2 separate regions of the Mus musculus genome follow, and region 2 is linked to region 1. Evidence: chromatin contacts called from public Hi-C data. All regions are on one chromosome and are shown on one strand. Each heading gives the region's core, a stretch centred on a gene start, on an enhancer-like site or on the middle of the called end of the contact. The rest is flanking DNA. Distances are from core to core; before and after follow the strand shown.

Region 1 (3,652 bases), core at 853-3,352:
TGACAAAGCAGTGTTTGTCTCTCTGGCTGGCAGCACTCCAGGCCACAGACTGCTGCCTAAATCCCATCCCCGAACACTGTGCAAGAGGGTTTTTGTAACTGCAGTTTCTGGGTTCAAGTCTCCTTTGGCAATTGCTACGGGATCTGTTTGGACAACTCAGAAACTAACGTCCACCCTACCACAGTATCTCTGTAGCAAACTCTCTTCCACTGTCACATAAAGATCAAATTCTGACTTAGTAAAGAGAGCTTTAAATATATATATATATATATTCGAAAAGAGAAAAAAAAAAAGACCATAGCTTATCATTGTAGTAGAGAGCTTGTGGTCAGAAAGTCTGCAAGTGCCCTGAAGACTAAACAAGAAGAGCTGACAGAGAAGGGGCTGGGGGAAAGGACATATGGAAGTCAGAGGTCAATGGTGGGTATCTTCCCAAATTGCTCTCCATCTCATTTTCAGACAATGTTGATAAGCCACCACCACTGAAATGAGACAACTTAAGCCAGATTAGATTGTATTAAAGGCAGGTTTATTGGAAAAACTGTTCTTGGGTGGGCAAGCTCACTGGCCCCAAGTCCAGGGAAGTTGAGCCATGGGTAGTGGGCGGGGGGTTGTTACAGGGAGGGGAAGAGTGAAGGGAGGGAGGGAGAAAGAGAGAAAGGGGCCCCACACACAGAGTGAAGAGAGAGACCAAAATGTCTGGATTATATAGGGAAGAAGAGCTTCTGGGGGGAAGGGCAGTCCAGCCCCCACGCTAGAAAGTTCAGGGTTGGGAGCAGGGTATGCCAGGTAGGGACTGAGGGATTCTGGGAGAACCTGGAGGCCAGGTCTGCTTTGGTGTGTAAAATATGCACCCGAGTCCCTTGTCCTGGGGTTCAAAACCAAACAAGCATCTCTCACTGAACCTTGATCTCACTGACTCTGCTGGGCTGACAGGACAGAAACCCTGGGGACCCTCCTGTCTCTGCCTCCCCAGTTCTGGAACTGCAGGTGCTTGCCCCTGCACTTGACTTTTTACTGAGAATTTACAGCCAGGCCCTCACACTTGCAAAGCAAGCACTTAAACGACTGCTCATCTTCCCAGTTAGAGCTTTTCTTTCACAGGAAAGAAATCCAAAGCTAGAAAATTCAGGAAATAAAATAGAAGGGTGGCCTGCTAATATAGCAGGTCAGAGCTACTACACCCCGGGTGTCAGCCTGTGCACAGCTGCATGGGGACCAACATGCAGGCACCTAATTTGGCTGTCCAGCATTTTGTTGATAAGTGGGGACAAGTAGTTCGATTAATCACTTATTAAACCAAGCATGAGTTAGGTGTGGTGGCGCATGCCTTCAATCCCAGCACTCTGGAGGCAGAGGCAGACGGATTTCTGAGTTCGAGGCCAGCCTGGTCTATAAAGTGAGTTCCAAGACAGCCTGGGCTATACAGAGAAACCCTGTCTCACACACACACACACACACACACACACACACCCTAAAAACAAACAAACAAACAAACAAAAGACCAAGCATGGAACTTTGGAATGCTGGCCTGTCACAGAGAATGAAGGGATATCCTGGAGTTCTGTCTAAGTCCTATTGGAAGGATGTTTTCCTTGCAGAGACAGGCTGTGTGGAGTGGTGTGGCAGCAACCGATTCAGTGTTCCTGAGAAAACGAAAACTGAGGAGTGCCACATCCCGACTCAATCCCTGCTGACCAGTAGAAGTCACACTCCAAATCCAAGGCTAGCAGATCGCTGCAGGGAATCGTTTGCTGCTGCTGCTCCAGGCACCTCTGGAGTCAACCGGGAGAGAATGCTCGAAACTCAAAACTCGAACTGACTGCCACACCACTCCACATAGTCTGTCTCTGCAAAGAAACCATAGGCCAACTCACGGAAACCAGTCCTGCAAGCAGTACTTGTGGGCTCAAATTATATACGTGACTTCTAAAATCATGTGGCTATTTTTCTTCCACCTCGGCTTCCTACTCTGTAAAATAGGGAGAACTCATTATCTGAGTTGGAAGGATTGGGTAGTCGCAAGTGACAAACTGCTCTGCAAGGTATGACCCGGAAAAGAAAGCTCAAGCCTCCCAAGTCTTTGAACCGGAGGAGGGCGGGGCCTGGCATCGATTGCTCCGCGTTCCTCTAGGCACCCGTCGCGATCAGCCGAGTCAGAAGTGATCGATGCTCTCGGTGTAGTCGGTGATAAAGCCAGCCGAAGAATCTTCGCCCGGACGGAACCAGTCGTCGCCAGCAACGAGAGACACAAACAAGTCCAAGCGCCAGAGAGGTTAGTTGGAGCTCCAGGCAGCTGCAGTTGCTTAGACTTGCAGCCTGGCCGTGAAGGACGGATTGCGCAGGCGCCATGCTAAAGCCCGGCGCGGGCGAGCCGGGACGGTTTCACGCAGGCGCCTTGGGAGGCCTGGGAGCTGCTTGAAAAGCCGCGTGCGTAGTAGCTATCTGCTCCCCACAAACAGTTGAAGGAGCTGCTAGGGATGTCAAATAGCGCATGCGTGCAACTGTCGTGCCCTTCCCTTTTAGGCTTCGGTTAGTGGTTCAAGTGTGAGGATAGGTTTAGTGGCGAGACCGGCCCACATAACCACGCCTGCGCCGTCTGTCCGGAAGGCATGGCTGCGGCCACTGCTACCTGTTTCCAATCTCCATCCTCGAACCCGTTCGCCCAAGTCCGCCTGTCCCCCGTAAGCGGACAGAGGTCCACAGCAACAACCAAAGACTTCCTGGGAGTCGGGGCGTCTTCTCTTAGGCCACTTAGCCAGCCCTCCAATCCAGACTGTCCAGAAGGGCGTGAGCAGCCGGGTACTTTGAGAGAAGGACTGCACGTGCTTTCCCTAGACTGTTGTTCATGCTAAGGCATCCAGCATCCCGCTTAGCAACCAAAACCGGTTTCTGTAATGCATCCCCAAAAAGTGCACTTAGGAAGCGAGGCTTGATTCCGTTCGGCCCCGTTTTTGGCTCCTTTGGTTTTGGTGTGAGCAGCTTAGTTCACTTAGGAAGCCCAGATAGAACCACACAGATTAGATCCTGCACCCTTTGGGTGACATCCTTTCGCAAAAAGCGTCGTTTTGTACACCAACAAATGGGCCTTTATTTAAAGACCTTTTAGAATTAAGGCTACAGAGAAACGTTTTGTGCAACCCGCACCTGGCCATTACTTGAAAGCAGTGCCTTTTGCCTGACACGTGAATGTAGAATACCAGAAGGCCACCTTGCAAGCAAAGACACAGCCCCTACCAACTTCAAAAGCAAAGCAATGGCCGGCAAGATGTCTTTAAGGCCTATTAACTGTTGCACTGTGGGAGAGAAACTTATACTGGAACATATGAGGCCATTGAGGCTGGTACATGTGGCCTGTGTTTGGGTGATTGTGGGTGTCATTTTACCAACAATAACCCCCGGTTTTGTTTGTCTAGGCTCTTAAATTTATAGTCTCCTGGTTTAGGTGGTGAATTCCACAGTTAGGCCATCTATACCTGACTATTGGAAGCCTATTTATACATCTCACAATAAACTTTTATATGGTACTCTGGGAAGCCAATTTAGAGGCTAGTGTGGGTACACTGTTAAAGACTGGTTTATAAACCAACAGTTGCTCCCTTCTGTGGCAGGCCTTTTGGTTAATACTGCCTTTTCTAAGAGGCAATTCGGG
Region 2 (3,652 bases), core at 391-2,890, 3.3 Mb after region 1:
ACAAAAAACAAGAAGAAGAAGAAGAAGGAGGAGGAGGAGGAGGAGGAGGAGGAGGAGGAGGAGGAGGAGGAGGAGGAGGAGGAGGAGGAGGAGGTGGTGGTCACTCAGTCACTCAGGGCATGCCCTTAAAAGGTATATCTCATTCTGGGCCCTCTTCTGTCCCTTTTCTCATCTTAATTGTTATTTTAGTTTTTTTTCCCCTTCCTGTTATGGTTTAAAATAAAAAAAAATCATATGTTGAAGTTAATTATGCAAAGTGATGGTTTTGGAATTTAGGCCTTTCTCTCTCTCTCTCTCTCTTCTCTCTCTCTCTCTCTTTTTATTCGAGACAGGGTTTCTCTGAATAACCCTGGCTGTCCTGGAACTCACTTTGTAGACCATGCTGGCCTTGATCTCAGAAATCCGCCTGCCTCTGCCTTCCAAGTGCTGGAATTAAAGGTGTGCAACACCACAGCAGGGCTGGTCCTCTGGGATCCCTGCACTCATAAAGAGGTTTGAAGCCCTAGTTCTCAAGTTTCAACTTTAGTTTTTCTTCCTCAGGGAAGCTTTTTCTTCCTTAAGTTTTTCGCTAATGATCTGATGGAGAGAGATACATGCTCGCTCTTCCTAGAATGTTTAGATCTCTGTCCCCAGATGATGTCAGTGTTCCAGGAAACACACTTAAGGAAAGCCTGCCATTTATATTATTTTGTGTTTAGTTGATTGTTTTGCCAGATTGTAAACCCAAAAAGGAAGGATTTCAGGTCTGTTTCATATATCACTCTCTGGTATATGGTTCTCAGCCTTGCTTCTTTATGATAAAGAGAATTTTCTTGACCAACTTCTAGTCTAGCATGGCTTTTAGCAGTTTGAGGCCATGTTATCTATGACTCACCAGAAGTTTCCCCATTACTAAGCTCTGTACTTCTTGGCCCCGTTGAAATGCTTGTCGAGGTAAACTCAACACTGCCAGAATTTAATGTTTTTATTCCAGCCAAAACCTGGTAGTAGGCAGATAGGTCCCCAAACCCTAAATTACAGCAGTAACTCTAGAATGTTGCAATTATACATCTTTTCTCTGCCCCTTTGAAACATAAATCGTCTACCACTTGGAACTGCCTTACCAAAGGCACTTTTTGTTGATGCACACATTCAAGGAGATAGTAGCCTGGAGTGGTGGCACACTCCTTTTAAGCTCTTGGGAAGAAGAGGCAGACAGACCTCTTGAGAATTCCAGGCAACATCATGAAAACGTAACTGAAAAAAAAAAAGGAACCCAGCCGATAATAATTCTTACTTCCAATTCTTATGACCGCCTGTCATAAAGATATAAGAATTGCAGTGTGTGGTGGTATTAATCTCAGAAATGGAAGAGCTGAGGCAGGAGGATAAAAAGTCAGTCTGGGCAGCATAGAGAGATCCTGCCTCGCAAGCAAGCAAATAAACCAACCAACCAAAAACAGATACTCCATGAGAAACTCAGGGCGTCCAGGACATCTCAGAATCTGCGACTTCGAGCGTCAATTAACGCTAGGATTCATCGGCCACACCTCTCTATTCTATGCTGTGATTCCAGAGGCTGACCCAGTCTCGCGAGACCGAGGCTGTCACGTGATAGGCTTGGGTCTGAAGCCGATTCCACCTTATTGATTTTGGGCGGCGTCAAATTCCGGAAGAAAACCGATCCCGGAGTCGCTGGCCTGTGGCACCTGTGCGCAAGTGCGGAAGTGCGGTGGCATCCTCGCTAACCGGTTTCCGGTCTGTGTGCAGCACCGGGCTCGCAGAGCCACGTAACGGCCGGGGGTCTGCAGCCATGGCGGATAGGAAGGCTAACGGCGGCGGAGCGTCCGCCTCCTCGTCAGGCACTAACTTACTCTTCTCCTCCTCGGCCACGGAGTTCAGCTTCAACGTGCCCTTCATCCCCGTCACGCAGGCCGCCGCCTCCCCGGCTTCCCTGCTCTTACCCGGAGGTAGTGAGCCGAGGGCGCTTGGGGGCCAGTGTCTGTCCCGGGAGGCGGGTGGGACAGGAGTGTCGCCTGCTCTGAGTCGCTTGCCAGGGTCAGCAGTGACCAGCTTTCAGAGGGCCAGGGACTGGAGGATCCTGGAGGAGGGGCTCCGGTGATGAGGCTTGGAACTCCTGTCATTGCGCAACTGTTTGTTGAACACCCACTGGTGTGCTGGTGCTGGCAGAAAACGCAGCTAAATTAGACAGTTACCCTTTGCTAGAATCCGAAAGCTGCTCTCTTACTGGGAAACACCGGTGATAGGGTAGGACATCACCTAGGAGACAGTAAGTTTCTCCAGAGGAGACAATGCCTCTCTTGTAGAGGACTATACACTCTCTCCTAGTAAAAGCCCCCCCGTTACACTTTTGATTAAGCTCTGTGTATATCTGGGAAGGCTGATTTCTCTCTCTCTCTCTCTCTCTCTCTCTCTCTCTCTCTCTCTCTCTCTCTCTCGTTTGTCTCTGTCTCTCTTTCTCGTCTGTCTCTCTCTGGTGGTTTGGAGCACAGACTGTGTTCAGACCCGGCACTGCCATTAACTTGCTGTGTGGCCTCAGTCATGACATTTTACCTGTCTGCTTAGATTTCATGTTTTCAGCTCCTATCCCTGGGTTTGAGAGCAAGGTCTCTCTGTGTAGTACTGACTGTCCTAGAACTCACTGTGTAGATCAGGCTGGCCTCAAACTTAAAGGATCCACCTGCCTCTGCCTCTCTGCCTCTGAGTGCTGGGATTAAAGGCATTCGTCACTATACCCTGTCTCATTTTTGTAGAGTTCTATATCTAGTGTCCCACACGTATTGTTGTGTAAATACTTGTGAGCTAAGTACTCTGCCCCTCCATGTGGACTGTGAACTTCTTACCTCTTTTCATTTTCAGGGTCCTGTTTTTTAGTGCCTAGCACACAGGTGCTTGTTAGGTGCTGAGCTTTCCCCACCAAATAATTCCTCCTTGGAGGACTAAGGGGAGTTTCCCGCAGAAGGGAAGAAAGACAACTGAAAGCATGTGTATCTGCAGTGTCTCCTTTCTGTCATGTTTCTTCTCGGTGCTCGTAACTGTCTGACAGGTACATATGCCCGCTTACCCTACCAGGCCAGGGTGTAAGCTTTGTCAAAGCAGGGGCTGGCCCGATGCCTGGAATGCAGACTACAGAATTTCTAGTGGGAGTTTGCTGAGCGACTGGGGGGATGGATCCACGAGTGCCCCTGCCTCATGGAAGCGGTGTGACTGAAAGGTTCAGTGATGCTTTCTTTGGTGAAGAATTGTGGCTGGACCAGAGTACTGTGGAAGGGTCCAGGAATCAGTAAGGTCGTGCCTTGGGTTTTTCAGATTGTTCTCGGCCTCCAGAGTGGTGTTTGATGCACGCTCGTTTTCCTTGATGTATGATATTTAATTTGTGTGTTATTGTCGGTGCTTGACATTTCTATTCTCTTCTTCATTTTCTTGTTAATTTTCTGTTCATTACTGTTTTTCTGCCTGTGTGTCTATGTGGGGGTGTGGGACCCCCTGGAACTGGAAGTTACAGACAGTTGTGAGCCGCCATGTGGGTGCTGGGAATTGAATCCAGGTCCTCTGGAAGAGCAGCCAGTGGTCTTAACCATTGAGCCATCTCTCCAGCTCAACATTTCTGTTTTCAGCTTTAAGATAAGTATATCAGTCTTTAAGGTTTATT

Evidence for each region. A called contact is a pair of places that touch in the nucleus more often than the background predicts.
Region 2: a Hi-C map of myocytes shows a contact between it and region 1, with 3 times the contacts expected there. The contact joins the promoter of Sec23ip here to the promoter of Kdm8 in region 1. A contact is called at or near these places in 1 of 39 promoter capture datasets (pre-B cells) and 1 of 484 Hi-C or Micro-C datasets (myocytes).

The regions. Positions count from the first base shown.
Region 1 is chr7:125,442,518-125,446,169 of GRCm38.p6, forward strand. It overlaps Kdm8 (lysine (K)-specific demethylase 8), which reads left to right and starts at 2,103. Exons shown (of 8, transcript NM_029842.5): 1 at 2,103-2,275.
Region 2 is chr7:128,743,230-128,746,881 of GRCm38.p6, forward strand. Sec23ip (Sec23 interacting protein) reads left to right here and starts at 1,641. Exons shown (of 19, transcript NM_001029982.2): 1 at 1,641-1,949. The coding sequence starts at 1,793.